Linked DNA regions of Sus scrofa: region 2 is linked to region 1. A link is a contact called in public Hi-C data. All regions are on one chromosome and are shown on one strand. The core of a region is the stretch at or near the end of the contact, and the rest is flanking DNA. Distances in the headings are between cores, read along the strand shown.

Region 1 (7,647 bases), core at 1,370-3,869:
ATGTTTTATTCGCTTTGAGTGGGAGAAGTTAAAGACCCATCATACTGAATGCCGCCTTAGCATAATGTATACTGTCATACACACCGATTCCCTCTCTCCTTCAGTGTTAAGCTGTTTACAATGTGCTATAGGATGGGAGGCCAGATGATGAAGTTAAGGTGAGATAAAAAACAGCAGGACACAAAGGGCCCAACTGGTACTTATGGGCACAATGGATGATTCCAGTGAAAAGAGTTTACGAAGTCCACTTCAGCTGAGCTTTTCAACTGTACACATCGGCAACTGAGACTAGTGAGTACAATGACATTTGGGCAAGGAGAATTTTATTCTTCTTTTTCTTCCTGGGTCACAGTGCAAACAAATAAATCGTTCTAGCACACTAAGTTCAGACTAACTCATTCTTGGTAACCTCTAGTAAACTACAAAATCATGTGGACTATACTATCCAATAACATTCTGTCATATTCTGTCCTGTAAGTTTGTGCCAAGAAGTTTGCCCTGGGCTTGTGACTTTATCAACGCAGGAATTATCTGTGATATGTTTAAATACAAAGGGTGGAGCAGTTGGGGCGTTTACTTTACTATTTGATGTATGTACTTGGCCTAAGATTGACATGTGACAATGTGGTAGATTGCCCTGTTCTAAAGGTTTTTTGTTTTTTAAAACAGTATGAGGGGAATTAAAGATGTGAGTCATTTAAATACAGCCTCTTAAATATCATATACTTAATAAATTTAACACCAAAAGGGTTCCTATGTTAACTATAGCAATTAACTTTAAGAAATGAGACTGAAAAAGTAAAAAGCTGTCAGATTCACAGATCTTAGGACATTGTCAGAGGCCATGAAAACATTCACTGTATTCCAGCTTGAAATCTAACATATAAAATAACACACGAAATTTTAGTTTAGCTATTAAAGGGCATATTCAATGAGTTAAAGGAGGAGGGGAGAGGACCTCCCCTTTGATCTCCTATGTGGCATTAAAAATCCGCCTCTTGTAATGAATTTTTGAGCAAAGCTTGCGTGCACCTGACTTGGTATTTGCTCTTTCAAAATGAGTAGACTCAAACTGACTAAAAATGAGATTATGTCTATGATAACACTTATAACTAGCTTTTGCAACTGTCTACAAATTTAGGGTTACTGGTACAACTGGGAAAGAAAAGCAAAATTATGCTGAATCAAAATTATTGGCAATTATTAACTAATAGTAAGAATCAGACAAAACAGTAATGTGTAATTAAATGGTAATTAGAAAAATTTGCTAAAACTCTGAACTGAGATACTATTGCATTTTTTGATGCTAGAAATTATAGGAAAAAATATAAAACAAATAGCAGAAGCCATTAGGCTGTTATATTTCCAAAATGCACACTTGCGAAAAGAGTTTGTAACAGGAAAGAGCTTATCTGCTTTAACTTTAAATTAGCTAATATTTGAGTCACACCTTTGAAGAAACTCATTCTATTTTTAAGAATGCCTCTTTTTTTCCCTTTCTTTTTGTTTCTGAGGGGTAAAGTGGCTAGATTAAAAAAAAAAAGTTAAGCCACATTCTTTAATGTGATAGTACATTCGCGCTCCTACATACTAATACTCTCTCAATCCCACAGAGCCAGGTCTGCAAATAATTTGATAACCTGTCTCTAAAGTTTCATCTTAAGTGAAGAGTTCATTTTTGTAAAACGCCTTGCCACCATTCAATCTTCTATGAAATGAGAAAGATCTCTTTCCATTGGACTTGACATTTTTACCACATTTGTGTAAGCAATTTTTGCTGTCAAATGCTGCAAAGGGAGGTTTTTTGTTGTTCCGTCTGAAAATGTCTCCGCTATACTTGCACAGCTGCCTCCTCCCAGCAGAAACCTACCCGCCCCTCTCCCCCCACTGCAAGTTTTAAACTTTGTTTCCTTTGGGGTTCTGCACAACCGCTACTAATAATATCCAAGAGACAAAGAGCTGTGCTGTGGGTTCACCGGATGCCAAATTTGAGTTGTGAAACAAAGCACTCAAATTTGAGATTCAAGATGACGAGGAGGATGCTACCAGCTAAAAATTTAGGATAAAGCCTAAGACCCCAGAGCCACCTGCCTAGACAGCTCCTCCTGCCCACAGCCACCCCAGAGCACGCGGGAGGGAGTTCTGGCCCCGGGACAGGGGCTGCCGGCCGCACCGCGAAGCCCCTTGCCCGCGCCCCCGGCCCTCTCACCGCTTCACTCGGATGATCTGGTCCCGCATGGGCTTGATGTCCTGGAAGCTCTGCTGGTTGACGAGGCTATAGACGAGGATGAAGCCCTGGCCGTTCTTGATGTACAGGTCCCGCATGGACGCGAACTGCTCGGTGCCCGCCGTGTCCAGGATCTCCAGCACCGACGGCGACGAGTCCACCTCGATCTCCTTGCGGTAGAAGTCCTCGATGGTGGGGTCGTATTTCTCGATGAAGGTGCCGGTCACGAACTGCACGGTCAGGGCGGATTTGCCGACCCCGCCCGAGCCCAGCACCACCACTTTGTACTCGCGCATCGTCCCTCCGCGGCCGCCGCCGCCGCCGCTGCCCGCGACATAGACCTACGCCCGCCGCGCTGCGCCCCCCAACCCTGCGCCGGCGGCCGGCCCCGCCGCGTCCCGCGGCTGCCCCCACCTCACGGCCGCCGCGGCCCCCCGGGCGCCGGCGGAGGGAGCAGCAGCCCTGGGCATGGGCCGAGCCGGCGGCAATGCGGCCCCGCGGGCGCCGGCAGGCACTGAGGGCGAGCAGGGAGTGGGAGCCAGGGAGCCGCCGGAGCCGCCCGAAACGCGGGCCTGCAGTGCCGCCCGCCCCGCCCCTCGCGCCTCCACGCCCAGCTCCCCGCCCGCCGCCGCCGCCGCCGCCGCCGCTCCCCTCGGCGCCGGAGCGCGCGCCCGAGCCCCAGCCGCAGCGCTGCTGGGGGCGGGGCCCGGCGGCCCGGGGCGGGACCCGGTGGCGCAGCCCCGCCCTTGCTCCCCCGTCGCCTAGGCGACCGGCCTCGCGCGCTCCCGGGAGGCTCTGCGCCGTGCGGAAGCCTCGGCCCGCGCTTAGATAAACAACCACCTGGGCCACCCAACAACACCCCACCCCGCAAGCCGCGTCGAACCCTGCGGATCCTGCGTACTGAGCACGCGCGGTTCTTCTGCCCGCGACGGGAACCGCTTCGGCCTGAGCACGCCAAGTTCAGAATTTGGCAGAGACGCGATGTTGGCGGGGCCAGAGCAGTCTCTAGGTTTTAACTTGAGGCGGGGAGTGACAAGAAGACACCGGCAAGGTCCAAAAGGAGGCCTTGGCAGGAGGGCCTTGCTAGACACCACCCAGCCTGTGAGCTTTGGTTTTGTCCTGTATAAACATAACGAAAAAAGGCTTTGTTTAAAGGACGAGCATAAAACCGAAGTGAAGCTTTGTTTTAAGCGTCAAGACACAGAGGGAAAAGTGACAGGCCCTCATCCTGCCCACTGCCAGAGGCGGCAAAGGCCAGCGACCATGCGGAAGCCGGGCCCACGCCCGGTGACGTCGCCGGGAGTCCCGCCCACCTCCCCCCAGCCCCGCCTTTCTTCAGCGTCTGCTGGAAGTCGAGCTCTTCCCACGCCCTGTCAGCTACGGGCGCTTGGAAAACTGGGAGAGCGAAGCCCCAGGCGCAGCCAGAAGGCCTGGGGACAGCTCATAGCAACAGCCAGCCGGGGCACCTAGTAGGAAGCTGGGAGTCGTTCCAGCCAACCAGTGCACGCCTCTGGACCCATGGTACCATTCTCGGCCAATAGAGAGCCACTTCATACCACGTGATGCCCATCCATCAGCCAATGGGGGGAAAGCCTAGTTGCAGGCTCAGCCCTCCCACCTCCCACGCACGCTCTGCCAACCAACCGCAGGTGAGCTGGCGGATGGCGGAGACTTGAGCTGAGCCAACCAGAAATCGCGACTCCCTTGCCCCCAAGGGTGGGTGGAATGGAGACCCGGGGTAGGGCTGGTGGGTTTGGGAGGGGTCAGTGATTGAGGGACAGGTCGTTGCACCCTACGTTGGCAAGGGAACAAGATGTGTTGGAGGCGAGAACCATGGGTTTCGCTTTTAACGTCGTCTCGGTGGCATTCTGCCTAAATGACGGACCCGGAAATAGTGCTGAGTGATGTGGGCTGAATCGTGGGTCAATCGAGAAAACAGGGACTCTTGTCTTGAGGGTGAGAAAATTTCCGGTCATTAAAGAGACATACTGCAGCAGTTGCATGGGTCCTCCATGCGTGGCTCCTAAAACATTTTTAACAACTCCCTTTTAAAACTTACTGTTCTCTCTGTGGCATTAGATCATAATTAAACACTCTCTCCCACCTACAACGTTAAATTTAGGAGAAGTTATATTCCTAAACCTTCCTGGATTATGTTTTGTAATAATTGGTTATTGGATTTGCCTTCCTTAAACTATGTCCTTCTCGAACTAGTCTACAGCCATACATCACTCCCATTTCTTGGGAATGATAGATTTCTATAGTTCTAAGGTTTGATCATGGCATATTTCTTCACCCTTCTTCCCCACAAGGTCATCAGGTAGAGAGGATTTTGGTCTGAGTTCAAAAAACAGATGTTCCTTTCCCATCTTTTCTGTCAATTATCAAACTAGTACAAAGATATACCAGCCATGTATACAAAGTACATATACTAGTACAAAGATATATTTATCCATGTCCTACCGCCTATGGCTCCATTATCTTAAAATGGATAACTTACTTTTACATTATCCTGCTATAGTATAACACACACATCAAGTTTTTGCCAAAGATAATTGTGGGAAAGTGTCCTGCCAAATTATGTAGTAAAATATAATTCAGTCGTTATTTCTTGATTACCTATCAAAATATGAGTTGCAGTTGATCCACCAGAATTAACAGTGAAAGCAGATTGCAAAGAACTAAGAATCAGGAAAAAGGAAAGTTTTAACAGAATTGAAACCAAAGACGATCTGATACCTCATCCTAAGCCAGTAATGTGAATAAGTCAGAAATAAGAGCTTGCACGGATACGAAGTGAAGCTTTGTATCTTTCTGGCAGGGATGTTCCAAGAGGATTTTGTAGTTGAATACAGCGTTCCACTAGCTTTTTAGAAGTCTCATATAGTGTGTAAAGCTAATGCTTTTTGTGGTTTCATTAATAATAGCTACACTTCTTTTACAGAAAAGACAGACTGTGTTTTCTAAGATCCAAATCATGTATTGTGGTAATAAGTTCCTAGGTTTCTTGGGGCTTAAATAGAGCCAAGAAGCATCAGACTTTTTTGTATAGGTTACACCTGTGTAGTACCTTGCATTACGGTGGAACTGAAAAACCACTCCCTTTGCAAGGAGTAAAGGTGCAGCGACTTTTTAAAAAAAAGAAATTTGTATTGGGGTTGAGGGTCTAGAATGCACCCTTAAGCAACTGTTTTCATTTCCTAGGTTCTCAGAAGTTGAGAAGCTCTGGCTTGGAGTGCATCTGATAGAAGTTGTCATGAAAAAATAATGAGTGAGTAGGAGTTCCCTTTGGGGCTCAGTGGGTTAAGAACCCAGCTAGTATCCATAAGGATGCACATTTGATCCCTGGCCTCACTCAGTGGGTTAAAGGATCTGGCATTGCTGCAAGCTGCAGTGTAGGTCACAGACATGGCTTGGATCTGGTGTTTCTGTGACTATGGTGTATGCTGGCAGCTACAGTTCCTATTCGGCTCCTAGCCTGGGAACCTCCACATATGGCAGGTGTGACCATTTAAAAAAAAAAAAAAGTGAGTGAGTGCCCTGGTTTCTCAGCACAAGAGACAGGTTTAGGGGGGCGTTTCTTAGGTTGTTTTCCCCGACCTTCCATCAGTGCCGACATTCTTGATAAGGAGAGTATAGAGACTGCAGCTCTTGGAGTAGTTGTACCTCATGTATATTTCTCATAATGACAGGCCCCAGTTTTCATTCTCAATGCTGCCATAAAGGTAGATTTTCAATCACTAGGAGGCCAAAGAAACATGTTAAGGAGGAGCATATTTTCTGGTCTCTTCTGTCTTGATACTTAACTGATCTGAGGCTGATTGTGAAATGCCGGTCGAAGAATTAGCTGCTGTACGAAACGGTGTCAGCATGTGTAGAGCATTGTGAAGATTTAGGCGGGAATTGGTGTGTATCTCCTGATCCCTTAGTCATGTTCACTGCAACACCAGCATGAACTGTCTATCCTGAGAGTGATTTTAGAAATAAAAACTTATGTCTCCTTTCATTTGTTTGTGGAAAAGACAAAATAAAAATGAGATAAAATGAAATTGAATTTTCCCCAAGAGCTGTAAATCTGTCGGGTAGTGACAACAACGGTGTACACCAACACTTCAGGGTCTCTTTAGCTTCAGAAGTGTATGGCTGGGAGAGAAAGAAAGAAAAACTTCATTTCTCCTCTCGCTTCTGAACCTGAGAGTTATCTCACCTATGCCCATCTACCCTCAGCTGTCACACTTGTGTTACCATGGAAACCCAGCCCCTTCCTTTGCTTCTGTGAATGATGTTGGGAAAGGTGGGATGAAATAGGAAACACACTGTGTTCTGGGACTTTCTGATGCTAGCAAGAGGCAAGCATGCAAGGCATTTAATATAAACAAGTCAGGAGAGGTAATTTGCCACATGACCAGTGCTTCTTGGCTATGAGGCCCTGATTCCTATTGCTTCCTATGAAAGACTACAGATCTCTGATTAGCCATAAAGGAGAAGGACAGGTCAAATACATTTAGCACCTATGCAATGCTGCTGGCAGTTCTAAAGAGAGCAGAAGACATTTTCTTCAGGCTCCTAATACAGCTGAGAAATAGAAGTACATATGAAGAGTAGAAAGGAAGGGGCAAAATAAACATGTTTCTCATTTGAAAATGTCTTCTGTCTCAGCACTTTTGAAAAGAAAAAGAATTAGAATGCAGAAATCGAGTTAGTATGTAAACAAATCAATGAAAGAAGCCTTTTGGTTGAGAAAGGAAATTTTTCAATAGGCATTTTCAAGCAGGGGAAAAAAAAAAAAATCCCTGAAGGAAAGGCTTAATAAGTAAAATATAGGAAGAAAAAAGAAAAGCCCTGAAGAATCTTAAGAGCTTGACGGTTCTGAGGGAAACAGCCTACAGGACCGGGGGATTCCTAGGATTCTGCTGAGAGTGTGTTGATAACCTCATTTTTGCTATCACTTGCTTCCTGGCTTTGTACATTGAAATGAATCTGTGGTCACTGTCTCTGGACTGTGACATCTTGTAGCTGAGGTTGAAAACCAACAAGCTTTGGACGGCCAAAGAGAAGGATGGGAAGAACCTCCGTCCTGGCTGACAACACTGGATTGTCAGACCGGTGCTGGAGATGCCCACCTTTGGATCATGGCTAAGTAAACTGCTGGTGTCCTTTGGTTTCTGTTTGCTAGTTGAAGTCTGCTCGGTTTTCTGCATCCTGCAGTCAAATACGTCTCAACCATTGCATAAAGTATCAGAAATTTGAGACAAAATGTGGTGAAAAAAATCGGCAAGCATTTATGAGCACTTTCATTCTGCTAATATCCTGAATGGTATTTCAAATACATTATAATATTTCTTGAGCACTTACTATGTATGTTATTCTAGGCTCTGATGATGCAACAGTAGACAATTAGCCAAAAGAGCTTGCATTCT
Region 2 (7,647 bases), core at 3,514-6,013, 95 kb before region 1:
GGGCCAACTATAATGTGAGATAGCAGTTGGGAAAGTGTTGGCAGATGACTTAAATGATACGGTACATATTGAAGTTTCTGTTGTTTTTTGGTTGTTGTCTTGTAGAGTGGGCACTCTTTTGGGAGGTATCAGTTGACACAGGCCTACCTTCATAATCTCATCTCTTCTTTTCAACTGATTCGTTGGCAGAAACAGGAAGTTCTCATGCCCCTTTTGAGCAGAAAGTGGACCAGGAGGTATAGGGAAGGGGGTGCTCACTCATGTGGCTTCTGGCAGGTTGAAGGCTGGTGACTACGGACACCAATTCTTTGTCTAGTGGTCTCCTCTGTAGAGCAGCTCACGACATGGCAGCTGGCCTTCCTCAGAGTGAGCAAGTGTGAGAGAAGGTGCCCACGTGGGATCCCGCTGTCTTTTGTAACCTTCTGGGAAGTGTTATTGCATCACTTCTGTTATATTCTACCCACTACATGAGTCACTAGGTTCAGCCCATGCCCAAGGGGTGGGTATTACACAGCTGTGACACCAGGAGGTGGGACAATGGGGGTGACAGTAGAGGCTGGCTCCACAGATCAAAACACAGGGAGTGACGGGGGCTTTGGAGTTGAGCTCTGGTCTTTTGCTACCAGTTCCACTAGTGCATTTCTGAAATGTTTCTTTTGCTGTTATTTATTTGAAGAGAAGACACTTTGGCAAATGCTCACAACATTTTCTCCACTTGCCTTGATCTTGTCTTGCACATGGATGGCCTAATTGTTTAATTATTCAGCTTACATGGATAGATATAAGGGAGGCTGTATATCCTAATGATAAAGGGTACAGGCTCTGAAGTTCAAATAGTAGCTCCATCATTTACCAAGTGAGTTTCTGCAACTTTCTGAGCTTTCGTTTCCTCAGCTGAAAAATGGGACTAATAATAGGATTTACCTCATTGTGGAGGGCACCACAAAAGACTAGTAAACATGGTAAACATTCAATAAATTTCAGAGACATGATTCATTGTGGGTGTTGACATGCAGGCACCATATTTATTAAGTATCTGCCCCTAATTAACCTATAATTTAGAGCAGGTTCCCCAAATTTAGTTTTATTTGCTGTTTGGTTTTGTTTTTGTTTTTTTGCTTCTGGATGAAATCCTTTTTATTTGCACATAGAAGGGAAACCAAAAGACCTCCTTAAATTGAAGTCCACTCTGGAGTTCTGCTAAGGAGCTTCCAGAGAGAAGATTGAGGCAATCCTTGAGTGTGTTCTTCACTCTCCTGACTTTCCTCGTGCCCTTGACACTCTATGTTTGGGATATTATAAGGTTGGAAGGATGTTCACAACTAGGAAGATGAAAGTCTTTGCACGTGGCCTTGAGCTCTCCAGAGGAAGCATGCCTCTGAAATCTAACCAACAAATAATAAATAGGCAGTAGTTGGCGCAAGAGGGGTAAGACTCTGAGCTTCACTCAGAGGAAACACACATGGCTTTGCAGGAGTGGGTTCCAGGTTTCTAAATGTTGAGAGTGAAAGGATGAAAATGCAACCTGACTCTCCCAGAACCCAGGAAGTTAATAAGAAGCTCTAAATGCCCTCGAATTCCAGACCCTGTTCCCTATAGGTAAAAGATCATACTTTTTGCTGTTTTAGGGCTTGCTTTCTGCTCTGTACAAAACTTTGTAGAAGGGAAAAAAACAGGCCCCTGAGTATGTGCCTCTATGCTTGAAACTTCTTGAAACTGCTCCTAACTGCTTGTTTGGCTTCTGTAAACCTGCTTGCATAAGATAAAAAGAAGAGAAGTCAATCGCCTAACCGACCCCAGTAAGATCGGGCGTGCCACAAAATGTTGAAAATCCTGATAAATATATCTTGGTGACAATATGTCTCCCCCACCCAGAGACAGGCACAAACATGTAACTCCAGAACAACTTAAAATTAATTGGTCCACAAAGCGCGGGCTCTCGAAGTTTTGAATTGACTGGTTTGTGATATTTTAAAATGATTAGTTTGTAAAAGCGCGGGCTTTGTTATGAACCCCATAAAAGCTGTCCCGACTCCACACTCGGGGCCGCAGTCCTCTACCCCTGCGTGGCGTACGACTGTGGGCCCCAGCGCGCTCGGAATAAAAATCCTCTTGCTGTTTGCATCAAGACCGCTTCTCGTGAGTGATTTGGGGTGTCGCCTCTTCCGAGTCAGGACGAGAGGGATTTTAACTCGACTGGCCTTTCAAGAGAAGCACCACATTTTATAAAGCAAGTATCCTGGTATTTCTCCTATGTTCAATGGGATATATTGAATTAAACATTTTATAGGACTGCATAATTATGTTTTATCATGAAGGAAAAATTGAAGTTATAGTAAAATATTTTAAAACACAAACTTTCTGTACTTCGCATTTAGTTTTGCTGTGAACCTAAACCTGCTCTAAGAAATAAAGTCTTTTTAAAAAACCCACATAATTTCTTAACAAAGCACATGTTTATGATTACAACCTTGAGCACGAATGACCCAAGAGGCATAGGGAGTTTAAGCTTCTCACCAGATTGGTCAAGCATTTGTCCCCCTGTATTGAGAGGAAAAGGACACATCAGGAGTGAATATGTATATACTGATAATATATTTGTGATGTATATACTGATAATATATCTTTAGTTCAAGGAAGCAATATATTTAAGTGCGTTAATCAAGTGTTTCTTTATGAGAAACTTGAGACATGGCATGAATGGTGGGAGTTTCAGGAGAGATGGCAGTCACGTAGGGGGAGATTTTTCCATCTGGGAAATTTTCTGTGCCTCTCAGTTAATTAAACCATGGAAACAACTGCCGAAGGGGCAGTCCTGCTGCAACACCCAAGGGCACAGATTTGTTAGGTTTGTGAATTTTCTGAGGATGTACGTTTGTGATAGGACCTTAAGTTACTTTCTAATGTTATTTGGATTGAGACGTTAAACCTAGAACAGCAGGTGTTACTGCTAATCCCCACAGCAGTCCTAAGAAGTAAGTAGGCACATTATTTAGAGTTGCTGGTGGCGAGCAACAGAAACCAACTCTGGATAATTTCATCAAAATGGAATTTGTCAGGCTCAAGGGACCACAGGAACAGTGAAACACACAGCTTCGGAAGAACCTGAACCAAGGCAATGTGGGGGATTTGGGAGCCGAAACTAATGAATCGTTTGTCCAGAGAGCCCCTGATTGTTTTTGGACCCTGACTCAAGTCCTCCAAAGGATGATGATGGTGGGGTGTCCCATTGTCCTGGCTTGAGTCTGTTTTCCCTTAGGGTTCATTGACATGGAATGGGTTGACTGTACTCCACAAATGGATATGAGGTAGGCGGTTACAGAAAGAAGCAAGGAAGGGAAATTTCTCAGGCAAAGATCCAAAGTGTCTGCTATAATACTGCCCTAATTTTAAAGGTGAGGAAAGAGGTCAATTATGCTTAGTTATGTGTTAAGGCATGTGACAAGGTGACAAGGCTGAGATTTGAACCCATGTCAGTCTAATCCCCAAGCATCGGCTCTTCTCTTCCTCCCTCCCTCTGCCAACTCCTTCCTATTTTACTAAGCATGATGGCAGAACGATGACATCTGCACCCCAAAGAGCCACAGGCCTATGTTTTGAAAACCTTCTGAACTCTTCTGGGGAAAGGTATGGTTTCACTGGAAATGAGTCAGCAGCACTGGATCTGACCTTTCTTGCCTTTCTGCTTTTCCCTGAGCTTTTATTTCCTTTGCTCCACCCCCGCAGGCATCTTTCTCAACCTCAACAAGAATTGATAAGTCAGCTGGGCTGAGAGAGAAGTGTGTTAAACGCCGAAAAAAGCAAATAGCCAAGAACCTTCTGGTTCTGTGGTCACTGAGGGACAAGGAGGAATCCGTGTTCCGTGCTCCTCCTGCTCAAGCTCTTTCCCTCCATGAAAATGAGAGTTCCAAATAACCCAGCTTTGTGCTGTGTCACCAAGTGAAACACCCAAGGCTAGCTGGATCAAGAGCAAAGTGTAATTTTGAATTTAAAATTAGAGATCTGGGCCTATTTCAGGAGTTGGTGGCTGTGGGGTGGTGACCAAGTGCTCAAGTTTAAGCTTATTTCTTCCCCGGTAACAACTTTCCAAGATGTGAGCTGTGGCTTAGTCAACTTTGAATATGTGCCTGGACTCATGACTCAAGAGGGAAAAAATGCTCTTTATGTTATTCAGATGTACAGCATTCACAGTTTATTCAAGGCTAAACATTCCTAGTGTGAGTTAGTTTACGTAGAGTTATTTCTGTTTAAAAATTGCCTGGAAGTGTTGATTGATTATACTAGTTATGTAGTTAAAAAGAGATAGAGTTGGAGGTAGGTCTTTCATTTTTATTATTAGAGATAATGTTTACCAAGTATTAGTATATGACATGTACTCAATAAATGCTTGTTCCATTCTCTTTGTGAAATAAAGGATATTTTAATGAGTCATTGTTCATATGCTATAATATTCTTATTCATCTACACTTACTGAATCCCTGCCAGGGGTCAATCACAAGTCACTCTCCTTCAACTTCTTTGGGGCTTTCGATCACCTCCCAGTGCTTCACTGCTCAAAGTGTGGCCCGTGGACCAGCAGCCTCACCTGGGAGCTTATGAGAACCAGATGATCTCACCTCAGAGCTTGTCAGAACCAAGTGCTCCTGAATCAGATCTCCAAGTAATTTGTAAACATGCAAAAGTCTGAAAAGCACTGACCTACTGGCTCAGGTTCCCACTTATGAAACAAAGTCTGTTCCTGACTCTTTTAGTACATCTCCTGCCACTCCTCTCCTTGGAATTTGAACTGAAATTCCCTGGACACACCAAGCTGTTTCCTGTCTCTGGGCTTCTCTCGTGCTATTCCCCTAGGTTCTATTTTCTGTCTGTCTTGTTAATGCCTACCCTTTCTTTAAGACATGCATATATGCATTTGTCCATTCATTCATTCTTTATGTATTTATTAAGTATCTATTATATGCTAAGCAGTATGTTTAGACAGCTTTTGTGTGCGTGGTTTTATTTTTATTAATGTTTTTAAAGGTTGAAGTATAGTTGACGTGTAATATTTAAGTTACATGGAGACAGTAGATTCCACATATGTGATATCATACAGTATTTGCTTTCCTCTATCTGACTCATTTCACTTAGCATAATGCCCTCCAAGACCATCTGTGTTGCTTCAAATGGCAAAATTCCGTTCTTTTCTATGGCTGAGTAATATTCAACTCTGTGTGTGTGTATATATATACACACAATTGAATATATATGCACACAATTTAATATACATATATATACACACAACTGAATATATATACACACACCATTGAATATATTGTATAATATATATATTCACACATACTATATATATATATATAAATAGGCAGTAGTTGGAGCAAGAGGAGTAAGACAAGCATTTACTGAGTACAGTTTATGTACTAGTACCTGGTAAACATTATCTTTAACAATAAAAATGGAAGACCTACCTCCAACTCTACCTCTTCTTAACTACATAACTAGTATAATCAATCCACTCTTTCAGGTAATTTTTAAACAGAAATAACTATATGTGAACTCACACTAGGAATGTTTAGCCTTGAGTAAACTGTGAATGCCATCAACATAAATAGCATTTGTGTGGTGTGTGTGTGTGTGTATATGGTGTGTATATATATATATATATACACACATATGTGTATATATACATATACATGTATACATATGTGTATATAATGTGGTATATATGTGTGTGTGTGTGTATATATATGTATGTATATATATATGTGGTGTGTGTGTGTATGTATATATATATACATATAAATATATATATAAAATGACCACATCTTCTTTGTCCAGCTGTTGGACACTTAGGTTGCTTCCACACCTGGGCAATTATAAATAATGTTACCATGAATATTGGGGTGCATATATATTTTTGAATAGGTGTTTTGGGTGGGTTTGTTTTTGTTTGTTTGGCTGGTTGGGTTTTTTTGCTTTTTAAGGCCGCACCCTTGGCATATGGAAATTCCCAGGCTAGGGATTGAATCAGAGCTACAGCTGTTGGCTAATGCCACAGCCACAGCAATGCCACGTCTGCAACCTACGTCACAGCAACACTGGATCCTTAACCCACTGAGCAAGGCCAGGGATCGAACCCATATCCTCATGGATCCTAGTTGGGTTTGTTAATGGCGGAAGGGAACTCCAGCGTTTTTGTTTTTTTTAGGGTATATACCTAGGAGTGGAATTGCTGGGCCACATTCTATGCCCTGTGTTTAGTTTTTTGACCTCCATGCTGTTTTCCACAGTGGCTGCACCAATTTACATCCCCACCAACAGTGTACAAGCGTTCCCTTTCCTCCACATCCTCTCCAATATTTGCTATTTATTTTCTTTTTGGTGGTAACCATTCTGACAGGTATGAGGTGATATCTCACTGTAGTTTTGGTTAGCGTTTCCTTGATGATTTTCAGGATGATGTTGAGTATATTTTCATGTGCCTGTTGGCCATCTGCATTTCTTCTTTGGAATAACATCTATTCGGTTCTACCCTTTTAAAATCAGGTTGATTGGTTTTTTTGATGTTGAGTTATATGAGCTGCATATATATATGTTAGATATTAGCCCCTTGTCGGTGACATCATTTGCAAATATTTTCTCCCATTCAGTAGGGTGTCTTCTCATTTCATTGATCGTTTCCTTTGCTATGCAAAACCTTTTAAGTTTAATTAGGTCTCATTTGTTTATTTTTGCTTTTATCTCCTCTTTAGAGGACAGATCCCCAGAAATATTGCTATGATTTATGTTAAAGAGTGTTCTGCCTGTTTTCCTCTAGGAGTTTTATACTATCTGGCCTTACATTTAGGTCTTTAATCCATCTTGAGTTTATTTTTGTGTATGGTATTAGAGAATTTTCGAACTTCTTTTTCTTTTTTCTTTTCTTTGGCCGCACTTAAGGCAAATGGAAGTTCCTAGGCCAGGGGTCAAACCTGACCCACATCAATGACAATGCTGAATCCTTAACTGCTAGGCCACCAGGGAACTCCTCTAATTTCATTCTTTTACATGTATCTGTCCAGTTTTCCCAGCACCATTTATTGAAAAGACTGTCTTCTCCATTGTATATTTTTGTTGGGTAGCTTTTAAAGAAAGTTCCCCACTGAGATGGGTGGTTCTCCCCTCTGCTCTCCAATGTACCAGGCTTAACTCTATTGTTGGTGTATTATGATAGGCTGACACTTGCTGTTGACATTGATCAAAGAAGGTAGGGAGCCTGGTATAGTTCTATACATCTCTCCTGGTCCTTTGTAGGTGTAAGCATCTTAATGCATTGACCTGTGGAACTTTGAGGAACAGTGATTGGGCCAGGACACTGCAGTTGAAGTCTGAAGTTATTTATGACCCAGAGTGAGCATATGCTTTGCCCACAAACAACATCTACATACCCTCGTACACAATTTGCCCCCTCCAATTCACTCAAAGGCCCTGCCTTGACCAGGGGCAGTAGTGACGTAATCTCATACTCCTGTAGACATCAAACAGACGTGGGAACTGAGAGTGTCACAGGCAGGAAGGACTGAGCACAGAGATCTGAAAAAATGACCCCTGGGTGGCACTAAGTGGGGTTGTGGCTGTGGGCTCTGCCTCTGTAACTACGTTGCCCACAGT

The links. Hi-C and Micro-C count contacts between places; a contact is called where the count stands out from the background.
Region 2: a contact with region 1 is called in a Hi-C map of embryonic fibroblasts, with 2.8 times the contacts expected there. The contact joins the enhancer-like site here to the promoter of RAP2A in region 1. A contact is called at or near these places in 1 of 5 promoter capture datasets (fetal liver), 2 of 47 Hi-C or Micro-C datasets (embryonic fibroblasts and fibroblasts) and 2 of 2 datasets of contacts at active chromatin or transcription factors (alveolar macrophages and skeletal muscle).

Annotation. Positions count from the first base shown.
Region 1 is chr11:66,674,134-66,681,780 of Sscrofa11.1, reverse strand. RAP2A (ras-related protein Rap-2a) reads right to left here and starts at 2,619. Exons shown (of 2, transcript XM_021065816.1): 1 at 2,210-2,619. The coding sequence starts at 2,523. LOC110255848 (a long non-coding RNA gene) reads left to right here and starts at 3,950. Exons shown (of 3, transcript XR_002336730.1): 1 at 3,950-4,183; 2 at 5,432-5,498.
Region 2 is chr11:66,771,052-66,778,698 of Sscrofa11.1, reverse strand. All of the region lies in intron 1 of LOC106505333 (a long non-coding RNA gene), which reads right to left. Among named protein-coding and RNA genes, the nearest start is that of RAP2A, 96 kb to the right of the region's middle. Within about 2 kb of position 4,763, at least 13 of the 83 cell types and tissues checked have an H3K27ac peak or open chromatin away from gene starts, as enhancers often do. A contact at or near this core is called in embryonic fibroblasts, where this site is marked.